Regions from separate parts of the Ovis aries genome. Here region 1 is linked to region 2. Evidence: chromatin contacts called from public Hi-C data. All regions are on one chromosome and are shown on one strand. The core of a region is the stretch at or near the end of the contact, and the rest is flanking DNA. Distances in the headings are between cores, read along the strand shown.

The links. A called contact is a pair of places that touch in the nucleus more often than the background predicts.
Region 1: a contact with region 2 is called in a Hi-C map of liver, with 7 times the contacts expected there. The contact joins the enhancer-like site here to the promoter of ABHD11 in region 2. A contact is called at or near these places in 4 of 16 Hi-C or Micro-C datasets (blood, liver, mixed tissues and 1 more).

Annotation. Positions count from the first base shown.
Region 1 is chr24:34,234,055-34,240,486 of ARS-UI_Ramb_v3.0, reverse strand. It overlaps FKBP6 (FKBP prolyl isomerase family member 6 (inactive)), which reads left to right. Exons shown (of 9, transcript XM_042240153.2): 9 at 1,106-1,576. Among named protein-coding and RNA genes, the nearest start is that of FKBP6, 24 kb to the left of the region's middle. Within about 2 kb of position 2,431, at least 22 of the 54 cell types and tissues checked have an H3K27ac peak or open chromatin away from gene starts, as enhancers often do. A contact at or near this core is called in liver, where this site is marked.
Region 2 is chr24:33,989,074-33,996,244 of ARS-UI_Ramb_v3.0, reverse strand. It overlaps ABHD11 (abhydrolase domain containing 11), which reads right to left and starts at 1,420. Exons shown (of 5, transcript XM_027961310.2): 1 at 1,263-1,420; 2 at 951-1,143. The coding sequence starts at 1,378.

The DNA of each region.
Region 1 (6,432 bases), core at 1,182-3,681, 240 kb before region 2:
GCCACAGCACTTAGAGGCACAGAAAAGCACTCTTCGTGGTAGATTTAAGTGAGCAGCAAGATGGGCATCCTCAGAAAGCACTGGCCTCCTCTGCTGCCTGCACTGGCCACCTGCTTCTCCCAGGGCTTGGGTTGAGGGGGCTGTCTCAGGCAGGTGTCTCTCCCCCACCCTGAAGCTGCTGTTCAGCAAGGCGGCAATGAAGGATGTGTTCTTGACTCTGACCCCCGCCCCTCAGCCCTGGACACCCACATGCGCCAGGGCCCCAGGCTGGGCCGGCGTGTCAGCCAGCGCCCACCCCTGTGTCCCAGCATTTCCCACGGTTCTGGGCCCAGCTGGGGAGGCAGTGGCTGCAGAGCCCTCAGTGGGTTGTCCCGCCAGCTTTCGTTGTGTTCCCACCTTCAGTCGAGGTCGTACTGGTCTTGCGACAGCTCAGTGAAGTATATCCTGTAGGAGTGTTTGACAGGTGAGGAAGCAAGGGGTACAGCTGGCCCAGGGTCACAGAGCCAGAAATAGTGGAGCCGGGAGCCCACTTGGACCCCCCGGCTCTGGGTAGACTACCACACCGGGTCCCTGCCGTCAGCGCCCGAGTTACCGGCCTCCGTGGCGAAGCCAGCTATCCTGTGGAGCTTCCGGGTGAGGCCTGTCCAGGCGTCTTGTCTGGTTACATCCCTAGTGGTCAGTGCCGCCCATGTGTCCCCCTGAAAGCAGCCGCTTGTACGTTTGGCCCTTTGGGAGTGCTTTTGACATCCTCGAGTGGTTGAGGATGTGTAGCCCTTGTGGAACAATCGAGATGGACCAATGAGGAGAGCTCTGCCCACACTCAGGAGTTAGTCATCTATTTGGGGGCTTCATCTGAACAGTAAAATTGAACTAGATGGTCTCAGGGGCCCTTATGTTCTGATTTTCTGAGGTGATGTTCTTGAAGTTTCAAAGCCACCTTATTGACAGGCCACCATTTCCCAGGACCCACCCCTTAGGGCCCTTGCCCCCTAGGGGCATCTGTCTGTCCCTGGTTCCTGTCTGGACTCAGACCTGGAACTGGCTCTGGCGCCCTCTGGGACAGCTGAGTCCCACTGTGTTTCTAACTGCTGTGTTTGATTCCTAGATTTCGCAGCTAATAACAAGCAAGAGAAGCTGCCTGGAGTTCTCCATCATTATGCGAGGTGGGCAGAGCGCTTTCCGGAAGGATCTCCTCGGGGCAGACTGTGTGCACGACCTGCTTGGAAGAGGGGCTGAGTTTCTGCAGTCCAAGGCCACGGCCCTGTCTTGACTGATGCTGCTGGAGTGTTTTCACAGCTGCTGCTTTCTGTTTCACGTCTTCACGCAGAGGAGGTGAAAGGGCAGCTGCTGACAAGTAGGACAAAGCTATTTTTAAGGCAATTGCTTGTTTTTCCAAATAGAATTAGTCCTTGGCTCTTCCCCAGTCCCAGCCCCCTTCCTGCTGCTCTCGTCCCTGGGTGAATACAAATAGGGATTGCTTTGTGTATTTTGTAGGGCTCTTAGCTTTGAAAAGGGAGAATTATGTTACAGATGTTTTTTTGTTGTAAGTAAATAAAACACTTCCTTGTCTTTGCAAGATCCAGTGTAACTTGTGTTGAGTAGAGGGACAGCTATTCACTGAGACCAGTTGGGCCAGTGAGAGTGCGGGTTGGGTTTGTTCTCTGGAGCCACAGCAGTTCTTTGTGACCTGAGGGTAAATGCGTGTGCTTTTGCATTGGGGTTCCCTTGAAATCTGCTCCCTTCTATGGGGAGCTGTTTCAAGAGAGTTAATTGGAAACCTGGGAGCCAGCCAGTCCTCCTGCACTGTTGTGGACGGTGAGTCTTGCAAAAATGTGTGTGTTGAGGTGTTACAAAGCCAGCCTCCCCGCGGTGTCTTGGACAGTGTGGTGCTGGGTGGTGATAGCTGCCACCTGAGGGTCCGCCCGGGGCCCTCACCTCATTGCTGCTGCTCATTCTTGGTATGAGTCTGGGAGGTGAGCAATGGCCCTGCCCTGACCAGGAAGGAACAAACTGGCCTCGAGGGACTTTGACACTGCCCCAGGGCTCTTCTGAGTCAGGGCCACTTCTCCCCATCATGGGACAGCGGGGCTGGTTTGGACAGGCCTCTGGCTCCCAAAGGGCTTGGCTGTCCCCACCCAGCCCTGGTGCTCAGTCCTCCTCTGTGAGCCTTGCTCTCCCCACCCGACCCTCACCGTCTCATTCAGAGCCATGGCCCGAGCCCAGGGAGGAAGGTCTGGGCCTGGGTCACGCGGTGAGGGCCGAGCTGGAGTGCTCCTAACTGAGAGGGCAGCCTGTCCTGCCACATGCTCAGAGACCTCCCCGCTCCCCACGCCCGCAGGCTGGTTGCTGTCTTCTGAACAGGGTCTGAGGGTTTTTCCGTTAGAGACAAGGCCCGGAGCCCTGGCTGACTTTTGCTGAGCAAACTGGGCGATAGGTGGCGACATAACCCGCTCTATGCTTCCCAGCGAGCCCTGCGGCCCACAGAAACCGCGGCCCACCTGCCTGGGCTGCTGCAGGTGCCCCAGCCTGGGCGGGGTGGTGACCTTTGGGACGGCTCTCTGCCTCTCTCTCGCCCGAGCTGCTTCACCCAGCCCAGCTGTTCAGAGACTGGTCTGTGCTGGGCATTGCCTTAGTTCCTGGGCCCCTGCCTTTCTTTAAGAGGAAAAGATGTCAAGTGTGGTTAGTTCTCAGCCTAGAGGGAGAGGTTCTGCAGGCCGGTGAGTTGTGACAAGGGAGACTAAGGGACCCGCTCCAGCCAGCCAGGAGCGCAGCAGGGGCTGCAGCCCCGAGGGGACCCGCGTGCCCGTCTGAGAAAAGACGTCTTTGCATTTATGTCATGTGGGCAGACAGATGGCCTGGGGCCAGCAGAGTGTGTGTGTGTGTTGGCTGAGAAATCAGACCCTCCTGTAGGCCTTGGGGAGCCCAGCAGGCCCCTCCCCAGGTGACCAGCACCCCAAAGACGCCTGTTCTCTCTGGATCTCAGGAGCCAGGCTGGGCTCTTGGCTGCTGCTCTCTCGACCTCGTTAAGCTCACCTTGATCGCTTTGGTCAACCCAGTCACGATGAATGACCTAATAATGATGAGTAGTCGCACTTAATCCAGAGCATCAGTTAAGCAGAAATGTGTGTGTGTGTGTGTGTGCAGATAGATAATAATGCAATATGATATAGTGTACTAAGCCAAAAATGTTTTTCTTACAAATGTGGTTTTCTTCACAGCCCTTCAGACTAAAAGTGCAGCTGCCTGTGGGGAAGGACCTGAGTCAGATCACGTCCCCCTCAGCCCCCTATACCAGCCCCCTCCCAGCAGCACACCCTCACTGATGCTCAGAAGAGGGAGGAACACCCTTCTAGGGAGAAGAGTCGGACCCAGAAAATCCACCAACCAAAAGGGGAATTGACTTGGGTGGGAATGGGGGGGCTTCAAGGCTGCTCTTTGAGAAATGTCAGGAAACAAGAACAGTACCAGGAGACAGGTTCCAGACAGACGGCCAGTTTGAAAAAGGTGGATTCCAGAGAAAGGTCTCAGGCCCCAGAGAGAGCCCTGCACTTAGTCCTGCTTGGCGACTCAGTGTCTGTGCAGTGACCGAGCTGGGTGCTCTCGGGAAGCCCAAGCAACCGGAATCCAAGTTCCCAGCGCGGGACCTGAGCTGGGTTCTGAGAACCTCCGGAGGAGAGCTGTGAGATGGGTAAGTGGGTGGAGATGCACCAGAGTCATCATCTCCTGGAGGAGGCTTGCCTGACTCCCAGTCCCGCTGCCGGGGCTTGTGCTGGAGGGACTCCCGCGGGACTCCCGAGATCCTTGGCACAAGGATGTGGAAGTCGTGTCCCTCAGGCTGCTCCCCCTACCCCGGGCCTGAGCCAGACCCTCGGGGCTGCTGCCCACCCTCCTCCTGCTCAGCCTTATCCCCTGCCTCCTGAGTGTCCCTGTGTCAACCCCTTGTGCTCCGTGTCTCTGCCCTGCCTGGGTCAGAGGTCATGGCTTCTCTCCTTGCTCACTGGACACCCTTCCCCCGGCCTCCAGTCCTAGTCTCCAGACCTCCTCCACCTGCTCGCCGTGTCCTGCTCCAGCTTAAATGCTTCAGTAGCTCCCAGTATCCTTTGAGATAAAGTTCAAACTCCCTAATTTAGCACAGGAGGCCTGGCCTACCTCCAGCCACTCCCTGCCAGGCACCCTGCCTTCCGGCCAGGCTGCCACCTGCAGTTCCTCAGTGTTCACAGCGACCCACATTGTGCCCCGCTGTGTGTTGCTGTCAGATCAGACCGCATTTCGACTCCTCTTCCAAAGCTTAAGACAGCATCCTGAGTGGAAGCCGCCAAGGCTCACAAAGAGGCAGGGCGTGTGCCCCAGCAAACCGATGGTCGGCCCAACAATCATGGGAAATGGGCCATTCAGCATAAGAGTAAACTTCTCTGCCCCTCGTCTGTTAAATAAAAATCACAAACCTTCCTCTTTTCTTGGTATTAAAATACTTCTCATATTTTAAAAAATCATTTTAATTTTTTTATACAAGAAACAAGATAGTTATATGCATAAACCTGGAGCGAGAGGAAAAAAAGGCTACCTCCTCCAGGCAGCCTTCCCTGACCACCTAGATGGACATAGCTGCCTCCAAGGTACCCAAACCCTTGGTTCCCAATACCTCACAGTAACCAGATGGTCTGACCTGACTTCCCCAAGGTTTTGAGCTTCCAGGGCAGGGACGGGAGGTTACCTGACTGTGGTCCTCCATTCCCCAGCACAGAGAAATAAGATCCTCGCTTTGTAGAAGGAATAAATGGAGCTCACTTAGGACCTATGTTCACATACATCATGAAATCCTTATGGACAAGTCAGAAAGTTAATGCAGGATAGGTCTGTCTGGGCTGGCTGTATTGAGGAGTCTAGTTCAAGGACCCTTGATGGGAAAAAAATAAACCCAGGTCAGACAAAAGACTGGACTCGTATGAGCCATAGGGGACGGTGACTGCTAAAGAGGGCAGGGCAAGCACAGGTGAGGGCCGCGGGACCCTGGACCTCCTGGCACATCTGCAGGCTGCAGGTTTAGAGATGGTTACCCACCCAGAGAAGGGCCGAGGGCACACAGACTCCTCCACAACAGGCCTGCATTCCTCCGAGGTGGCTGCGAAAGCCAAGTAAGGATGGCATGTTCCGTGTCAGAAAAGCCCTAGGCGCCGACAGCACACAGCAGCTAGTTGGCTGGAAATGCGGTGAGGGTTTCCCACTCGGTTGTGAATAGTTGTTGGAAAATGTGCGGTTGACAGGGAGAACTAGAGGCCGTGACACTGTCAGCCCCTCTTCTCCTGGCCTGACCCGGGTCAGTTGTCCCCACCCAAGAGATGGAGTGACTCCCCAGCCCAAGGGTCACCCCCAGGGCACCCTCAACCTTGTGCCCCTTGCTAGGGCAGGCACGCCCCCCTCTCAGCTTCTCCCGAACCCCGGCCAGGCCCACTTGCCCCACCCTGCTCGGCCACACTTGGAGTATAAGGCAGACTCCCAGGTGGGCTGACCCCTGCCTGGCCACAGCCGATAGCTGCCCGCCATCAATAGCACAGTGTCCCCAGCACACAAAGAGCCTTACTCAGGCTCCGTGGAGTGGCTGTGAAAATCACCGAGGTGCAGTTCCAACCTCAGAATTACTCAGCAGCCCTTTCCTGCGTCACTGGTTCCTTTCTGGATTCCGTGAGGGGCCTGTCCTAACCTTGCCCTTGATTCTCAGGGCCCCTCTTCCCTTCCATGCACCCCCTCCTCCGCTCTCCAGGCCCAGTCACCTGGCCTCTTCCTCCACGGAGCCAATAAACGTCACTGGGCATGAAATAAGGTGCCCCTTTCCCCTCACCCCTCCTTCTGCATCTTTGCCCACCTCACCTCCTCCCCAGGGTCTTCAGGGCAGGAGCGGCGAGTGGGGGAAATGCCCACCCCTAGCCCCTCTCTGTGCCATTGATCCTGGCCCCAGTGGTTCATCAACCATCCTCTGTCTATGAAACACAGGCTTCTCTCTTTCTGCCTCCAGACATGGCCCAGCCACTCCTTCCTAATAAAAGACTTCTTCAGTCCTGCCTCCTCCTCTTACCCATAGCCAGACCCCTTTTATTTTATTCTATTTATTTAATTATTGAAAAATGGAATGCATTCCTATGACATTTGATGTACAAATAGGATCCCTCCCATCCTTGCCCTCTTCCCCACTCCTGATCCCTTTACTGTTGGCAGTTTCCTCGTTATTCTTCCAGGAGAGTTAACTTTTACATGAGAATATCTTCATATAAGTCTTCCTCCTTCACATACCATGAATCTCACTCTTTTAAGTTATATGATTAAGTGGGTTTTTTTTTAAAGCATGTTCACAAGTTGTACAACCATCACCCTGTCTAATTCAAGAGTATTTTGATCACCCCAGAAAGAAATGCTATACCCATCGGCCGTCACAAC
Region 2 (7,171 bases), core at 171-2,670:
GGATCTGGAACTCAGCCATCCAAGGCTCGCTGGAGTTCCAGGCTGCCTGCTGGGCCCTCAGGGTTGACAACAGATAGGAGGAAGCCCTGGAGAGGGACAGCTCACCCTCTGAAGTGCCAGCAGCATGGCGGTCCTGCCTCCCATGCTGTGGCCAATGAGAACACAGGGCACCAGGCCCAGCTGGGGCAGTAGGTCTTGCAGATCCTTGCTCATGGCCTCGTAGCTCATGTCTGGGCTGTGGGGGCTCTCACCATGGTTCCGAGCATCCACTGTCAGCACCTGGGAAAGTGGGAGGTGGGGGGCAGCGCTGGCACCCACAGTCAGGGCAGAGCCAAAAGCCTGGAAGATCTGCAGGCTGAGGGAGGTGGAGAGCCTGGGGTATGGGAGATCCAGAAGGGGGAAAGGGCCCAGATGCTGCGAAGACCCCCGTTCTCAGACCTTGGAGGCCCAGATGAAGAACCAGAGCCACTGTGCCAGAAGGCCCAAGGTGTGTGACCATGTCTCCAGACATTTGGCCTAGCTGGCTGGCAGCTACAGAGAAAGCAGACAGCAAGAACTGGCAACAGCTGGAGCACAGCAGGGCGGGCGGCTGCAGGAGGTGGAAAGCCCCTGTCATCCCTGGTGAACAAGCAGGGTCTGGCCCCCTTAGTGGGCAGGATGTTGGTGCCTAGGTATCTGAGAGCAGAGGCTAAGTCAGGGTGGCGCACACAGATGGAGATCTATATTACGAATGAAGGACTGGGTGGGTGAAAGCACCAGGGAATGAATGGGGTTCGTCGTGGGCCTGGGTCCTCCATCCTCAGAAGGTCAATCTCTTTGATTTCTTATCAGAGAGACCCGCCTCTCCCAAGCGTTAGGGACAGAGAAGCTGGCCACACCTCGGCCTCCTCGAGGGCCCCGCCCACCCAGACCCCACCTCCCTCAGGGCCCCGCCGACTCCAGAAGCTCACCCTCCGGCCTGTCTGCTGAGCCAGGGCCTTGGCGATGGAGTTGAAGTTGGCTTTGCTGCCGAAGAGCCCATGCAGAAAGACAAGGGGCGGGCTAGCTGCCTCGCCGTCCAGAAGCTTGTAGGAAAGCGGCACCGGTCTGACGGGAGGATCGAGGGTGGGGCAAGGGTCTGAGCCGGCAGGGGAAGTGAGCGGCCTGGGAGAGGGAGGGCCCAAGCGGAGGAAACGGAGCCAACTGGGACAAACTGGGAGGGTAGGGGGAGGCGAGGGGGGGAGGAGCGAGGGACGGCCTCCCAGGGGACGCCCTTGACTGACCTCGGCTCGGTGCCGCCTTGACTGCTGCTGGGTGCGATAGGCAGTCTGGAGAAGCTGGAACTGGAGGGGCCGATCCCCCTATAGGGGAGCGTCCAAGCGCGCGTCCAGCGGAGCATCTCCAGGATCTGCTACCCGGCGCGCACCTCGTGCTGCCCCCTAGGCTCCGCCTCGCTCAGGGCCCCGCCCAATTCCGGCCGGAGCTCCGGCTTCTCCCCGCCCCCTAGCACAGAGCGCCCCGCCTTCGCTCACGTCTCCTCACGTAATCCCGGAAACCGGTCTCTCTTCTAGGCTCCGCCCCTTGCGTCCGTACGTAACCCTGCGGCTGCCACGCCCACAGGCGAGATTCCCCGCCCCTGGCCACGCTCCGGGCGGAGCCATCCAACACTCTGACCCTACCCGGCTAAGCTCCCACCGGCTCCTCCCAAGTGGAGAACCTCTGCCGAGAATTGGAGCTTTCGTTTCGGAGTCTGGTCTCGGTCGCTCAGGATGTAGTCACGGGTTTGGGCTTGAACTCTGGCCACGGGGCAGATCCTTGGCAAGCCGCTGAAGTCCCTGCCTGGCCCATCTGCGGCCTGCTCCTCTGCCCTCTAGCGCCGCCTTGGGTAGGTGCGGTGTTTTCTGTGCGGCGGGGGGCGGCAGGAGTGGCTCCCCTCACCGAGACGCCAGCTTGGAGGCGCCGTGCTCCACTGCCGCGGGCCCAGGCAGGCCAGAAGGAGCAGAACACCCCTCACTAATCTTGAAGTCGACTCTAGAAGGAGCTTGGAGAGACTCTAGAGGTCGTCTCCAACCTGCCAACCTGCCTGCCTCCCCGCCCTTTACAGATGGGGAAACCGAGGCAAATAACTTTCACAAGCTGTGGAACCGGACTCTCCGGTCTGCGAGTCAAGGTGGGAGGCCAGTTGTTTGTACTAGAGAGGGTATTTGCTTAGTGCACTGAGCTGTATTGGGTTCAGCTGTGCTCACCACGCCCCCCATTTATCAGCAGAGAAATATTAAATATTAAAAATAATCCTCCCATCCGCTCAGCACATCGTGCAGGGATGTCATCCCGTTTTTGGAACCCTGACGGGCTGCCATGTTCTCTTCCTTGTCTGGGCTAATGGTGGCAGTGGCGACGTCTCAAGTCTCAGCTGGCTTCCGCAGCAGTCGAGCCTTCAGCAGTTACAAGAGTAGCTGCTCTTTCTAAGGCATTCTGCTCAGAAACCATCAGGGGAGGGACTTCCTTGGTGGTCCAGTGGCTAAGGTTCCGTGCTCCCGATGCAGGGGCCTGGGTTTGGCACCTGGTCAGGGAACTAGATCCCACATGCTGCAACAAAGATTCTGCATGGGCTTCCCTAGTGGCTCAGTGGTGGAGAATCTCTGCCTGCAATGCAGGAGATGCCGGTCTTATCCTTGGTCTGGGAAGATCCCACATTTTACTGAGTAACTGGTCCCCTGCGCTGTAACTATTGAGCCTGTGTCCTAGAGCCCAGGAGCTGCAACACAAGAAGCCACCACAATGAGAGGCCCTTGAGCTGCCACAAAGTGTAGCCCCTGCTCGCCGCAACTAGAGAAAAGCTCACGCAGCAACGAAGACCCAGCACAGCCGAAAACAAGCAAATGAAATTATATATATATATGATCCTGCATGCTACAACTAAGACCAAAGACAGCCAAATAAATAAATAGCTTATCTGTTTAAAAACAAACAAACATCAAGGGGAATTCCCTGGTGGTCCAGTGGTTAGGACTCTGCGTTCTCACTGCTGAGGATCCTGAGTCAATTTCTGTTGAGGAACTAAGCGCCTATAAGGCACGTGGTGCAGACCAACCAGGCACCCCCAAAGACTACACTACACACCTCCTTTCAGGTCCTTACCCTGAAGGAGGGAACAGACAGAACAGGCTTCATCTTGAAAGCAGGACTCCATCTTGGGCCGGACTGTGGACTTTAAGCTCTATGCCCAGTATCTATAGAAACGACATACCAACTGGAAAACCAGGGGCCCCCCGCAGGATGGAAGAACCCCAGGGCTCATACCTAGACTCTCCATTGCCTAAAAGAATACCCTAATTATCTGTGTAACCAAATAGAATCATAAATTTAATTATGCTTATTGGTATATGACCACAGGTCTATTGGTAAGTGTCCACTGTTAACTACCTAGGCTTAAGGCATATGAATCACGGGTTAGCTTTGTATCTTTCTCTTCCTTTGTTCAGACTAGTTTCAGGGAATTTGGGGAGGTGGGTTTGGGCATGCACACTTAGGGTATATAAGGTTTTCACAAAAACTGGTTGGGATCCTTGATTAAGAGATGACTCTACCTTGGGCCCGCCGGTGTAATAAGCTGCACTCCGCTATCTGCATTGTCCTGAGTGAGCTTGTTTCCCGGAACATGTGGCTAAAACAACCCCTACTACTTCCCACTGGGATGCTGTGTTGTTTTTCAGTCGCTCAGTCGTGTCTGACTCTTTGCGACCCTGTGGACTGCAGCACACCGGGCTTCTCTGTCCTTCACTGTCTCCCGGAACTTGCTCAAACTCATGTCCATTGGGTCGGTGATGCCATCCAACCACCTCGTCCTCTGTCATCCCCTTCTCCCACTTTCAGTGCTGTGCCACCATCCAAATAGCCAGTTGGCCATCCTACATATCTTTTAAGGTCCAGGATAACTGCCACCTCTTTCTCAAACCTCTCCAGATTTCCCCAGTTGAAACTAATCTCTTCCACCCCATGTTCTCAAAGCATTTGTCAAGAGTCTGGCCTTCTATTTGTCTACCATAGGCTGGGGGTTCCTGGAAGCCCCAGGTTATGTTTTGTTCATCTGGTGCAAAGAGCAATAGTAATTTTACTTAATGATCATGGAGAGAGTCAGTTACACTAGCTGAGGCTTAGGTGTCAGTTCAGCTGGTGGCTAGGTCACCCCTTCCAGGACATGGTACCTGGGTCAGCCAGGGTTACACTGGCTTCTCCCCACCTCCTTAGGACAAGCCTGTTGGAGTCAGTACAGTTTCAAGCATCCTAATTACATGGCCTCATCAATGCCTTGCCTAATAAAGTGGCCCCCATCTTGAGCCAGCTGGTGACAGGCAGGTGTTTTGTTCTAATCTGAGGAGGGCTCTGAGGTCACTGGGGACTCTAAACACACCAGGTGGTGTAATCATTTGTTGCCAGCATAGTCATTAGGGGAGTGAGGAGAACATCTGCGCCCTAGAGAGGGGGTTGGCCTAAGGTCTGGGAGGGGTCCTTGGAGGAGAACAGGAAGGATGTTTTTCTAGAATTGGTGGGTAAATGGGAAGGGGGTTGACGTCATGTTGGTGATTCAGAAGCGTAACATTTCAAAGGTGGTTTCAAGTGAGTCTCCACCCCACCCCAGCCTGCTGTCTAACTGGGTAATCTGAACCTGGCCCTCAGCCCTTGACCATCTGCCTCCGGGCAGGGCCCTGGGCCCTGGGTCTAGGGGCAGAAGCACTCTTGAGATGTTTCTGAGTCTTCGGCCCCAGCTGTATCACGTGGCCTGGCTGTCTGGCAAGCAGAAAAACCAGTTGGCTTGAGGTTTTCACTTGAACACTCCAGAAAAAGAGGAGAGGGGTGTTGGCTACCTTGGAGGGACTCTGCTGATGGGGTGTTGGGGAGGGGTCCACCTGAGGGCTGCCCACCCCTCCCTCCCAGCATGTCGGGAATGGGCCAGTGGACTAGCTGGTGGTTGGTGAGGGTCTCCCTCTTGGGGAAATGGCAAGCCCCTGATATACTGAGGCTGATGTAAGGGAAGAAGCGGGGTACAGAACGAGGATGCTCTGTGTCTGCGATGGCTCTCCACTTCTGCATCTCTGTTCCCAGTGGTCCAACCTCCCTGGGAAGGGAGAGGGTGTTAGCATCCTCATTTTACTGCTGAGAGAACGGAGACGCGGGTGGGTGAAGTGACCCAGCTGCAGTCACGCAGCCCCCGCGTGGCCCAGCCTGAAGTCCTTCCCGGGCTGTGTGACTCGCAGTCAGTTCTCCGGGTATTTCGTCACCACCCATCTGGCTGGGGACAGAGAGCCAAGGGGGTGGGGCCTGCAGCGGCAGGGACACTGAGGTGTTGAATGGGTTAAGACAGGGAGGCAGCGGGTGTCCCTTAACCACACCTGGCCCAGTATCGGTCACGTGGCCGGGGTTTCACCTGCCCCGCTGAGCAGGGACAATCAAGCTGCTTGTTTTGCGATTGATCGCCATGGTGACAGGAGTGCTCCTGGGGAGGTCACCGGGGCAAATTCCTGCCCCCCCCACAACTGCCCCATAGGGTAGGGGTGTCAGTCAGTCAGGCTGGGGTCGCTGAGGCTCCTGAGAGACCCCTTACGGTTTCCCCTGGGTCTGTCCCTGTGGGTGCCCCCGCTCACCCTGTGACACCCATCCTGCCTCTTCCCACAACACTCCTCATCCTCAACCCAGCTTCTCTCTTCCTGGATTTTGAGCCCGAGGGTATTAAACTGCCAAGACTTTGTCTGGTTTAATCCACCCAGGAGCAGTAGTAATCCCCTGTGCCTCCGCCCCACCACACACACACACTCAGGAAACACTTTGAGAACATTTGCTCCTGCGTGCTTTCATTCAACAATCAACAGATATTCCTGGAGCCTCACGCCTTTATAGACACGGGCACTGTTCTAGAGACGGGGGAGGGTGTTTCCTCAGTGGCTCAGGCAGTCAAAAAAGATCTGCCTGCAATGCAGGAGAACCGAGTTCGATCCCTGGGTTGCAAAGATCCCCTGGAGAAGGGCATGGCAACCCACTCCAGTATTCTGGCCTGGAGAATTCCATGGACAGAGGAGCCTGGCGGGTTACAGTCCGTGGGGTCACAAAGAGCTGGACACGACTGAGCATCTAACACCTTTCTGAAGACAGCCAGTGAACTGAACAACAGACTGAGCAACCACACCACAGTGGATGTGTGTTAGTGAGAGCTTCCCTAGTGGCTCAGTGATAAAGAACCCACCTGCAATGCAGGAGACCCGGGTTCAATCCCAGGGTCGGGAAGATCCCCTGGAGAAGGAAATGGCAACCCACTCCAGTATTCTGGCCTGGGAAATCCTGTGGACAGAGGAGCCTGGCTGACTACAGTCCATGGGATCACAGAGTTGGACAGGACTGAGTGACTGACACACACGCCTGGTTTGTTATTTCTTTTCTTTGGAGCAGACGGCAGGGAGGCTCCTGGGGACCCATGTAGAGGAAAGAGACTGCATGTTATCCTCTAGTCCTGCTGTCCGGAACACCTCTGGGACACTTTCTGCCACCTCCAGGCCTGACCTGTAATTCCTCCCCTCTGAGCTTCCCGCCGGGCCCCAGCTCCCGCTGTCACTCACTGGCTCCTTGCTCTAGAAGCCCCGGCAGGCCCTGCTAACTCTTGTCAAAATTTTCCCTACCTCACGTGCAGTCACTGTACTCCCAATAACAGCCTCGTCACACACACACGGATTCTTAAAGTAGGTGGAGTGAGGACACCTCCTCTTTTGAGGGTGGAGGAGTCTGTTTTGAAATCCAGCAGCCTACACTCCCCTACACTCCCCTGGAGAAACAGCAGCCAGCATAACGCACACAAGCCTCCTCTGCTTGCATTTTGGAGCTTTCATTTCATTGTGGAGCCTTTTGTGCCAGCCACTGGAGATGCAGGGGAGAGCTCAGATCCACTGACACCCCTGACAGTGGGGAAGTCATGAACGGATGTGTGATCACACGCCCAGTAAATATGCAAAGGAGAGGGAGCGCATCAACCCGAAGAATGTGACTGGCCCTGCAGAAGTAACGCTTGGATGGAGATAAGAAGGAGTGGGACTCAGTCAGGACTGCTCAAAGGACTCAGTAACCTCAGTGAAGAGGTTACAGTGGAGGAGGATGTTCCAGAAGTGGGGACTCCATGTGCAATGGCAAAGACATCCTGTTTCTC